2 separate regions of the Capra hircus genome follow, and region 1 is linked to region 2. The links are chromatin contacts, called in public Hi-C maps. All regions are on one chromosome and are shown on one strand. The core of a region is the stretch at or near the end of the contact, and the rest is flanking DNA. Distances in the headings are between cores, read along the strand shown. Region 1 overlaps SFI1 (protein SFI1 homolog). Region 2 holds the start of PISD (phosphatidylserine decarboxylase proenzyme, mitochondrial).

Region 1 (4,694 bases), core at 1,276-3,775, 72 kb after region 2:
CGTTGGATCATAATTAAAATAGTGTGATACTGGCTTAGAGATAGACAGCTACACCAATGGACCAGAGAGCCCAGAACAGACCCTTGAACAAATGGGACCTTGCCCCAAATGGAAGTGGACTAATGATCAGTATAAAAAAGATAAAAGATGAACTACTCAGTAAAGAGTGTTGCGGAAATTAATTACCCATAAGGAAAATGACAAACTAAGATCCTGTCTCACACAACTTATAAAAATGTAAGTTAGGCTACAGTGAAATTCACAGCACTTGTGCGGGGGTCTTCCCTAGTGGGTCCATGGTAAAGAATCCACCTGTAGGAGACGCAGGTTTGATCCCGGATCCAGGAGGATCCCTGTGCCACGGAGCAACTAAGCCCGTGCACTGTGACTGCCGAGCCTGTGCTCTCGAGCCCGGGGGCCACAACCGCTGAAGGCCATGCTCCCGAGAGCCCATGCTCTGTAACAACAGAAGCCACAATGAGAAGCCCTCGCGCCATAACTGGAGAAGACCCCACTCAGCCACAAACCCGCATCACAGTAAAATACATACATAATTTAAGAAAACACTTGTATGAAAAAAAAGGCACCATAAACAAAGCGAATAAATGAAAAAGTAAACAAGCTATAAAACCTAATAGTTAGTGCACCTAATAGTTCAAAAGATTAGTAAGCCAAATCTATGACCATGTGCACGGAGCAGAAAAAGCTAAATAACCCAACAGAAAAAAGGAGTGAGGGACGGTAACAAGCTCAAAACCAGAAACCCAATGACAATCAGGCATCAGAAAAGATACTGGGGTTCGCTAGGAATCCGTGAAACGTAAACTAAAGCAACAATGAAGAACCACCTCACACATATCACATTGGTGAAAATGACCCAGTCTGGCAATGCAAAGTGCTGATGAGTCCCAAAGAAACCAGAACAACAATTTTAGCATGTAAACTGGCACAGCGGTGGAGAGCAAATGGGTGATGTTGGATAAGGATGACGAGATGATACCCAAAGACCCAACAGCTTCACTTCCAGGAACGAGAAACCCTCAGACTCTCATATAGGGATGTGTGTTTAAGAATGCTCTCCGAGGCGGCTTCCCTGGTGGCTCAATGGTAAAGACTCTGCCTGCTAATGCAGGAGATACAGGTTCGACCCTTGGTCCAGGAAGATCCCACATGCCACGTAGCAACTAAACCCGCAAGCTACAACTACTGAGCCCATACGCTGCGATTACTGAAGCCCACGCACCCTGGAGCCTGTGGTCCGCAGCAAGAGAAACCACCGCAATCAGAAGCACACGCATGGAGACTCTCAGAGAGAGCAGCCCCAGCTCACAGCTAGAGAAGCCTGCGGCAGCAACAAAGACCCAGCTCAACCAAAAGTAAGCTAATTTAAAAAAGAATGCTTTCTGCAACACTTTGTAATCTTTAAAAAAAAAAAAAGGTAATCAGGAAGAAATAACAGTTTAGCAGCAGTGAGCAGATAAACTGAGTCTTACTCAGCAAAATGGCTGAATGTATGCAGTTAACAGATCTCTGTATCAACATGAATAAACCTCAAAAATACACTGCAGCATTAAAAAAAAAAGCAGCAAGCTGCAAAGTAAAGTATGATGCCATTTATAAATTTCCTAACAACACAAAGCCAGAACATTTATTCTCAACGTACATGTATACATACACTTTTACAAGTGCAAAAGAATATAAGAGAATAAGGATTTCAACATCAGGGTGGAGTTATCTCTAAGGAGGAAAGGTGGCAGAAGGAAGGATGGATAGGGCTTGAAATGTGAATTTAACTACATTAAATTACATCAAATTCTGGGGCCAGGATGGAAAAATGCTAACAGCTTTTAATTCTGTATGTTGGAGATGTGGATATCTGTTAAAGTTTTTTTTAATTTTTCTGTTGTGGGCCATTTTTACAGTCTTCTCTGACTTATTATAATATTGCTTTGGTTTTATGTTTTGGATTTTTGACTGTGAGGCCTGAGGGATCTTATCTCCTGGACCAGGGATTGGACCTGCACTGAAAAGTGAAATCTTAACCATGAGACCACCAGGGAAGATTCTTGTTAATATTTTTAACAAGTGTTTCATATTTCATGTTTTTATGTTTAAACTTCATTTTTTATAATTTCATATGTCATGATGTCTGTCCTGACTAGTTCAGAGATGTGAGGATTGAGAGGAATGACTTGAGGTTCCTGGTAAATCATACAGTACTTACCAGACACAAGGATTTTATTTATAATCTGCAGCATAAAATTTGTCTTAAGAGTCTCACAAAGCTTTCGGTCCATATCAGCGCTTTCTTATTGCTCATGTTTTTCATTGGATTTGATTCTGAATGACTTTTGTCTTATAAGTTAAATCCAACCTCAAATCATGAAAACCTATCACTGAAGACAGTCATTCAAAGCCGCTGTTGCAAGCTCTGAGGGCAAAAGCCAAACAGGAATTCTAAGCGCATGCTGAGCAACAATGGCAGCAGCAGGACGAGTCTGCAGGCTCTCAAAGGGCTGGCTGAGAGGGACACGCACCCACACAGCCCGAGCCCCGCAGTGGCGGAAAACCAGCCTCCTTCCGTTCCTGCGCTTCAGCTTTTTCACCTGGATCCCTCTCCCTCCCGAGAGCACCAGTCCACAAGGATAAGGCAGCAGGATGGTCAAGGGACGACTCTGCACTTTTCAGGCTGCTTGGGTTCAAATGCTGCCCCTGACCTTTGCCAGCTGCACGACAAAGGTCAGGGCCAGGTATCGGGGTTATTTAACCTGTAATAATCGGTTCAGTTCAGTCGCTCAGTTGTGTCCGACTCTTTGCGACTCCATGGGCTGCAGCACCCCAGCCTTCCCTGTCCATCACCAACTCAAACCCATGTCCATTGAGTTGGTGATGCCATCCCACCATCTCATCCTCTGTTGTCCCCTTCTCCCCCTGCCCTCAATCTTTTCCAGCATCAAGGTCTTTGCCAAGGAGTCAGTTCTTCATATCAGGTGGCAAAGTATTAGAGCTTCAGCATCAGTTCTTCAATGAATATTCAGGACTGATTTCCTTTAGGACCGGCTTGATCTCCTTGCAGTCCAAGGGACTCTCAAGAGTCTTCTCTAACACCATAGTTCAAAAGCATCAATTCTTTGGCACTCAGCTTTCTTTGTAGTCCAACTCTCACATGCATACATGACCACTGGAAAAACCATAGCTTTGACTAGATGGACCTCTGTTAGCAAAGTAATAATAATATGGGCTTTTAAAAATAATTTTGAAAATTGCGATAACACATGTAAGGGCCTTAGTCCAGCATCTTGGAGAAGGAAATGGCAACCCACTCCAGTGTTCTTGCCTGGAGAATCCCAGGGACGGGGAAGCCTGGGGGGCTGCCGTCTCTGGGGCTGCACAGAGTCGGACATGACTGAAGCGACTTAGCAGCAGCAGCAGGACAGTAAGACCACAAAAACACCATTACTGCTCCTACTGTTCTTGTTACCACATTATCACTGGTAACAACTAAGTCTACTTCCTTCCTATTGCTTCAGAAGTGAAGTGAAGTGAAGTCGCTCAGTCGTGTCCAACTCTTTGTGACCCAATGGACTGTAGCCTGCCAGGCTCCTCTGTCCATTGCTTCAGAAGACCTTGTGAATTCAGAGGCCAACAAATTTTTCTCTTAAAGGGTGAGATAATAACTATTTTAGGCTTTGCAGACCATGTGGTCTCTGTTGCAACTACTCAATTCTGTCGTTGTAGCCTGACAGCAGCTTAGACAATACATAAATGGACAGGTGTAACTGCATCCCAGTTAAAATTTTATAACAGGCAGCTGGCCAAACCTGATCCATGGCCGAGCGGGCTGACCCCCGACCTACACTGTTTGCACACGATCTCCACATATTGCATATACTTGCAGAGATGACGCAAAATGTTGTCTAATAGAAAGTTACTGGGGTGGGGCATGCTTCCCTGGTGGTCCCATGGTAGAGAATCCTGCCAATGCCGGGGACCCAGGTTTGCTCTGTGGTCTGGGAAGATTCCACACGCCGCAGGGAGACTAAGCTTGTGCACCACAAACACTGAAGCCCCCACACTCTAGAGCTGTGCTCTGCAACAACAGAAGCCGCCACACCGAAACTAGAGAGTCGCCCTCGCTCACCACGACTAGAAAAAGCCCGCACAGAGCAACGAAGACCCAGGGCAGCCCAAAACAAATTAACGACAAAAAAATCACATCTAGTGTATTCCTTCCCGCAGCCTCTCCGTTGAAGAGTCCAGCCTTCCACACTGCTTGTGCCTCCCACCCCCTCCTGCCCCTGGAGCTACACAAAGGGCCCAGCAGAGGCAGCAGCCCGACGCCAGAAGTCGGGTGCATTTTCTGTGGGTGGGGGCCTGACGACACGCACAGAGGACCCCAAAGCCTGAGCCTGCGGACTCACCTGCAGCTGGAGGCTCTGGGCCCAGTGCTTCATGGCTGTGGCCTGGAGGGCTCGGCCTAGGCGGACCCGGCCCAGTCGCCGTCTCCACGCACTCCACCACACCCTGCCGGAGAGGAAATCAAAGACGGGACCAGTCAGAGCATGGTCAGCAGAAGAGCAGGGCAGGGAGGGCTGGGCCTCAGACCCCCGGCTCAGGTCCCTCTCCCTAAGACCAACACCATTAGATCTGCTGCCAGAAAAAGCAATCAAAGAACGGTTCTAGCACTGCCAGCT
Region 2 (5,171 bases), core at 940-3,439:
TACTATGAACATTGGTGTATAAATCTCTGAGTCCCTGCTTCCATTCTTTTAGGTTATACCTGGGTGCTTGATTGGGGCTTCCCAGGTGCGCTCGTGATAAAGAACTCTGTCAGAAAGATCCCTTGGAGGAGGAAATGGCAACCCACTCCAGTATTCTTGCCTGGAGAACCCCATGGACAGAGGAGCCTGGTGGGCTACAGTCCGTAGCAGAGCTAGAGTGAGCATGTACACAGGTGCTGGGTCATATGATAATTCTGTGGTTAACTTGTTGAGAAACCACCAAACCATTTTGCATAGCAGCTGTACCATTTTACATTGTTACCAGCAATGCGTAAGTGTTCTGATTTTTTCAAAATCCTTGCCAACACTTGTTATTCTCCTTTCTCTTTGATTATAACCATTCTAATGGGTGAGAAGTTGATGTCTCACTGTGCTTGTGATGTGCATTTCCCTAATGATTAGTAACATTGAGCATCTTTTATTGGCCTTTGGTATATTATCATTGGAGAAATGTCTGTTCAAGTCCTTTGCCTATGTTTGAATTGGATTATTTGGTGTTTTTTGTTGTTGTCGTTGAGTTTTAGTAATTCTGTATATATTCTGGAGACCATACCCTTATCAGATATGTTTGTTTGCAAATATTTTCTCCCATTCTCAGGGTTGTCTTTTCAATTTATTGACAGTGTCCTTTGATGCACAAAACTTAAATTTTGATGAAATCCAACTTATCTTATTTTGTTGTTGCCTATGCTTTTGGTGTAATATCCAAGAAATCACTGTTGAATTCAATGTCATGAAAATTTCCCTTGTTTTAAGAGTTTTATACAGTTGTAGTTCTTAGCTTTAGGTCTTTGATCCATCCTGAGTGAATTTTTGTATATGGTGTAAGTGTTAGTTGCTCAGTAGTGTCTGACCCTTTGCAACCCCATGGATTGTAGCCCGTCAGGCTCCTCTTTCCATGGAATTCTCCAGGCAAGAATACTGGAGTGGGTAGCCATTCCCTTTCTCCAGGGTATCTTCCTGACCCAGGGATTGAACCCAGGTCTCCAGCACTGCAGGCAGATTCTTTACCATCTGAGCCACCATGTGAATATTCAATTTCCACAAATGCACTTCATTTTGAAATAATCTCCCTCTCCCACTTCTTTTTTCACCCTGGTTTTGAGTTACTACTCTCAATGAATAGTAAAACCCATTCTATACTCCCCACCCCCTTCAGACTTTTGAAAACCATAAAGGGAAATGTCTCCTCTTCAATAGGAAATCCCATGCCTGTTAGGCTCCCTGTAGGGCCTGGTTATGTCCTAGTTGAGCATAACCAACCATATAGAAATGTCAATAATTGCAGGCACCAGGCAAATATCAAATGCCTGGTGAAGACAAGTACAATTAGCAGCTTAGGGAGGAAAAAGCAGAGTTATTATTCCTTTAGTTTGGGGACCCATATTCAGCCAGATTCTAGGCAAAGGGCTTAAAAGGAAGAATGTTTAGTTCATGGGTTTCGGAACTAGAGATGTATGTTCAAATTCTAGCTTTTCTCTTTTATAGCAGTATGCCCTTTAGCATTCTAAAGGTTAGCTTTCCTGAGCTCTGATTTCTCTATCTTTAAGAATAATTCTCAGAGCTAGCTGCCGAAGGCAGATACTATTAAGTCTATTTTCACTTAAACCTGAAGGTCAGGAAACTGCAGGAGCACTCACTGTCACATCAGTTACTTCGTGCGACGACTAATTGCATTTCTAGGTGATCCAAGACCTCTGGTCTCTGGACTCCCTGATAGTACAGTGATGGGAGGTGAAGAATGAGACACCGTGGACGCTAAGTCACTAGCACAGAGCTTGGCACTTAAGAAGCGCTTACGCAACGGCAGCTGAGCTGTGGACGCTTTCAGATTCCCCACCCGTAAATGAGCGATTTAGCTCAACTGATCCATTCTCTGACCTTGGGTGACTCAGATTTTCCGGGCACATGCGGAAACGCACGTCGGAGGGAGGAAGGAGAAGTGGCAACCCGGCGCCCAGGTCCAGGTTTAGCACAGTGGGCGCGGCCACCTTGCTCACCTATCCGACCCGGCTCTGCAGGTGCCTAAAGGGGCGGGCAAAGGAGCTTAGACACATAGCCCCGCCCCCCACACACTCTGCCTTCTTCATTGGGCCCCGAGAGTTCGAGACTCGGAACGTCACATGCGTGCGACCCGCGTGTAAAAGGGGGCGTGTCCCGCCGAGAAGGAGGAGACAAGATGGCGGCGTCCGTGGGGCAGAGATGTCTGAGGTGGCTGCCCGGGGTCGCGTGGCGGAGCAGGTACAACTGTTCGGGGATCCTGCCTCGGGGCGAGGGACGGCCCGAGCCAAGCCGGGGTCTGGAGAGAGGAGTCGTTTCTCTGTCGCGGGCTCGCCCTCAGGAGTGCTCGAGTGGAGACGGAGCCACTCACCTTCACCTCGAGCTCGGGCTCGTCCTCCGCCTAGGACGGTCCGAGTCTGGCCTAAACCTCTCTGTCCTTTCCACTCCACAAGGGACAAAAAAACAAAAATATAAACAACAAGCACCCTCTAAACCAGGTGAAATGGGCTGCGTGTCCGCCACTAGAGCCGAGGCAGGGCTGGACGCTTCTTTCTCTGGGAGTCGTATTGCTGGGAGGGGCGCCGAGATGTGGGAAGAGCACTGGAGTGGGAGTTGGGCGGCTTTCACTTTGGATTCTTGGACTCTGAAGTGAGAGGGTAGGATTCCGTAATCTCAAAATAGTCCATGATGGAAATAGGGTCTCGGTTACCCTGGTGACCGTCAACTCTTAGATTGTTAGAGGGGTCATAAATCCAGCCCTTTCTTTTTGGCGAAGTCGAGGCCCTGATAGACGGAAGGACTTGCTCAGTTCCACCCAGCCGGGTAGCAGCAGAGCTGAGACTCCTTCCCAGGTACCTCTGTGTCTCACGCAGGGACCTTTCCTTCAGGCTGCCCACCGTGAGGACATTCATTATTCGAAATAGCTTATGTAAGAACTAGCATGGGAGCATTTGGACTCTCGGAAAATGGATTAAAGTGTTGGTTGCTGTAACTCAGAATCTGTTGCTCGGTGTCATTTCGAAGAGCTAAGATTGTGAGACCCACAACTTTCGTGTTTCGGACTGGCTTCATTTTGTCAGCGTGAATCAGAGCTTGAGCTATAATTTTGGGAAGTAGAGACACTGGTTTCGGGGTGAGAGGGAACAGAAAATGTCATTGCCCTGGACAGGAAAGCTTCACTCTCCTATTATTAACTACTCAGAAATGGTGTAACTTCTCAGGAGAGGGCTCCGCAGTGTGGTGGTGACTGTTAGGATTTGAACAAGAGGGTCTCCGTTGTTTTATTGGTGCCAGGTGTGCTGTTTATGAATCAGTAGTAAAATGTGTCATAAGTTGGAAAGACTGAAAAAATGACTCTCATGTGTTTTTTTTTTTTTTTTAACGATGGTGAGGAAGATGACTTCACCCACTATCATTTAAAAAGGGAAAAAAGTCGAAACTTTGGTACCAGTATAGGTAGAGACAGCTGGATTTAGGTCCACTGTGTAGGAGGGGTGAGGATTTGGGTACAGTAATTCAGTTTTCAAAGCTGTTACATATCCAGATGGAAACTATATTGAGATGCAAAAAAACCCCAAAAGATAACATTTCCATGATTTTTAAGTAAAGCAGTGTCTGTTTGTGAGACATATATTTGAAAGCCTCATACTGCAGAGTTTTCCAGTAACTGAGTGATATATATGACAGGTGAGAGAATAGAGAAAGTAATTATAAATGATAATTTAGGGCCATGTTTCCTAAATTTGATAAAAGAATGGAGTGGGTGTTTATTAGTAAAAGAGATTTCCAGGTACATCCCCACAATGCTGCCAAATTCAGGCTCGGTAGGTGTAGGCTGGGGCCCTGGCAACTGTGTTTTTTATGGGTGCTCTGGACGATTCTTTGGTTCAGGCACATATGAACATAGTACCTAGGTGGTGCATGATCGTGTCAGGCCTTTCTTCAGGAGCATTTATGACATTCCTGCCGCTGTCAACTACAGTGCCAGGGATCAGGGGGAGGGGGGAGGGCAGGAGAAAAGAGAGGAATTAAAAGATAACAGGCCTTGCGTTGAAAGAACTTTACAGTTTAGTAGAAGCGAGAGGGAACACGGCTAAATAGTACGAGATAGAACATGGAATAGGCCTTAAGAAACCTGCCAGTTCATTTTCAGGAGAACTTGTCACAGCTCTAAAAAGCAGGAGGGACGCAAGGACTATAGGTAGTGTTACTACTAAATATGTTAAAGATACTTTAAAACTGGGCTTCGCTGGTGCCTCCGTGGTAGAGAACCTGCCTGCCAATGCGGGAGACGTGGGTTTGAGCCCTGTTCTGGGGAGATCCCACAGGCCGTGGAGCAGGCAAGCTCACCTGCGGTAACCGTCGAGCTGTGCTCTGGAGCCCGGGGAGCCGGAACTGCTGAGCCTTAGAGCCTGTGCTCCGCAACAAGAGAAGCCGCTGCAATTGGGAGCTCAGGCACCACAGCGAGAGAGTAGCTCGCACTCCCCACAGCTTGAGAAGCTTCGCAGCAGCAAAGCCCCAGCACGGTCAAAAATAATAAATAAATCATAAACATAGTTTAAAACTATGAATGTGGACACAGACCAGTTAGGGTGAACAGGGGTCACAGTTGATGTGGCCACCCCAGTGTGCCAGCTGAACATCACTTGTGTTACTTTTGATAAGAGTAATATGTAGCTAGATACCAGGGCCTGGGATTAAGGTTTTATGTGATTGTCTCATTTATTCCTAATGAGGTAGGTCCTGTTTTTAGAGGTGGAGAAACTGAGGCTTAGAATTAGTTAACAAGTGGCGGAATAGAGATCTGAGCCCCAGAGTCAGACTTAAGTGCTTAATCGTGGGCTTGCAGGGGGTGCACGTGGGTTCACCATACAGAAGGTAGATGTGATTGAACCTAGCAGTTCATTTTTCTGAAGCTTAATCTCGCTGTTGAGATTGAGGTCCAGGGGGAAGACAGACAAACCCCTGTATTCATCGACAAGTACAGACAGAAATAACGTGAATATATATAAAATCAGTTCATTTCAGGTAGTGAGAAGAAAAATAAAGGAAGTTAATTAAGGAGTTAGCGCTCCAAAGAGAGAACTCTTGGGCTTGTGGTCAGGAGGAAG

What was found. Hi-C and Micro-C count contacts between places; a contact is called where the count stands out from the background.
Region 1: a Hi-C map of liver shows a contact between it and region 2, with 2.0 times the contacts expected there. The contact joins the enhancer-like site here to the promoter of PISD in region 2. A contact is called at or near these places in 2 of 5 Hi-C or Micro-C datasets (blood and liver).

Annotation. Positions count from the first base shown.
Region 1 is chr17:1,054,301-1,058,994 of ARS1.2, forward strand. SFI1 (protein SFI1 homolog) reads right to left here. Exons shown (of 32, transcript XM_018060927.1): 8 at 4,422-4,524. Among named protein-coding and RNA genes, the nearest start is that of SFI1, 35 kb to the right of the region's middle. Within about 2 kb of position 2,526, at least 1 of the 5 cell types and tissues checked has an H3K27ac peak or open chromatin away from gene starts, as enhancers often do.
Region 2 is chr17:983,105-988,275 of ARS1.2, forward strand. PISD (phosphatidylserine decarboxylase proenzyme, mitochondrial) reads left to right here and starts at 2,190. Exons shown (of 8, transcript XM_018060941.1): 1 at 2,190-2,301. The coding sequence starts at 2,240.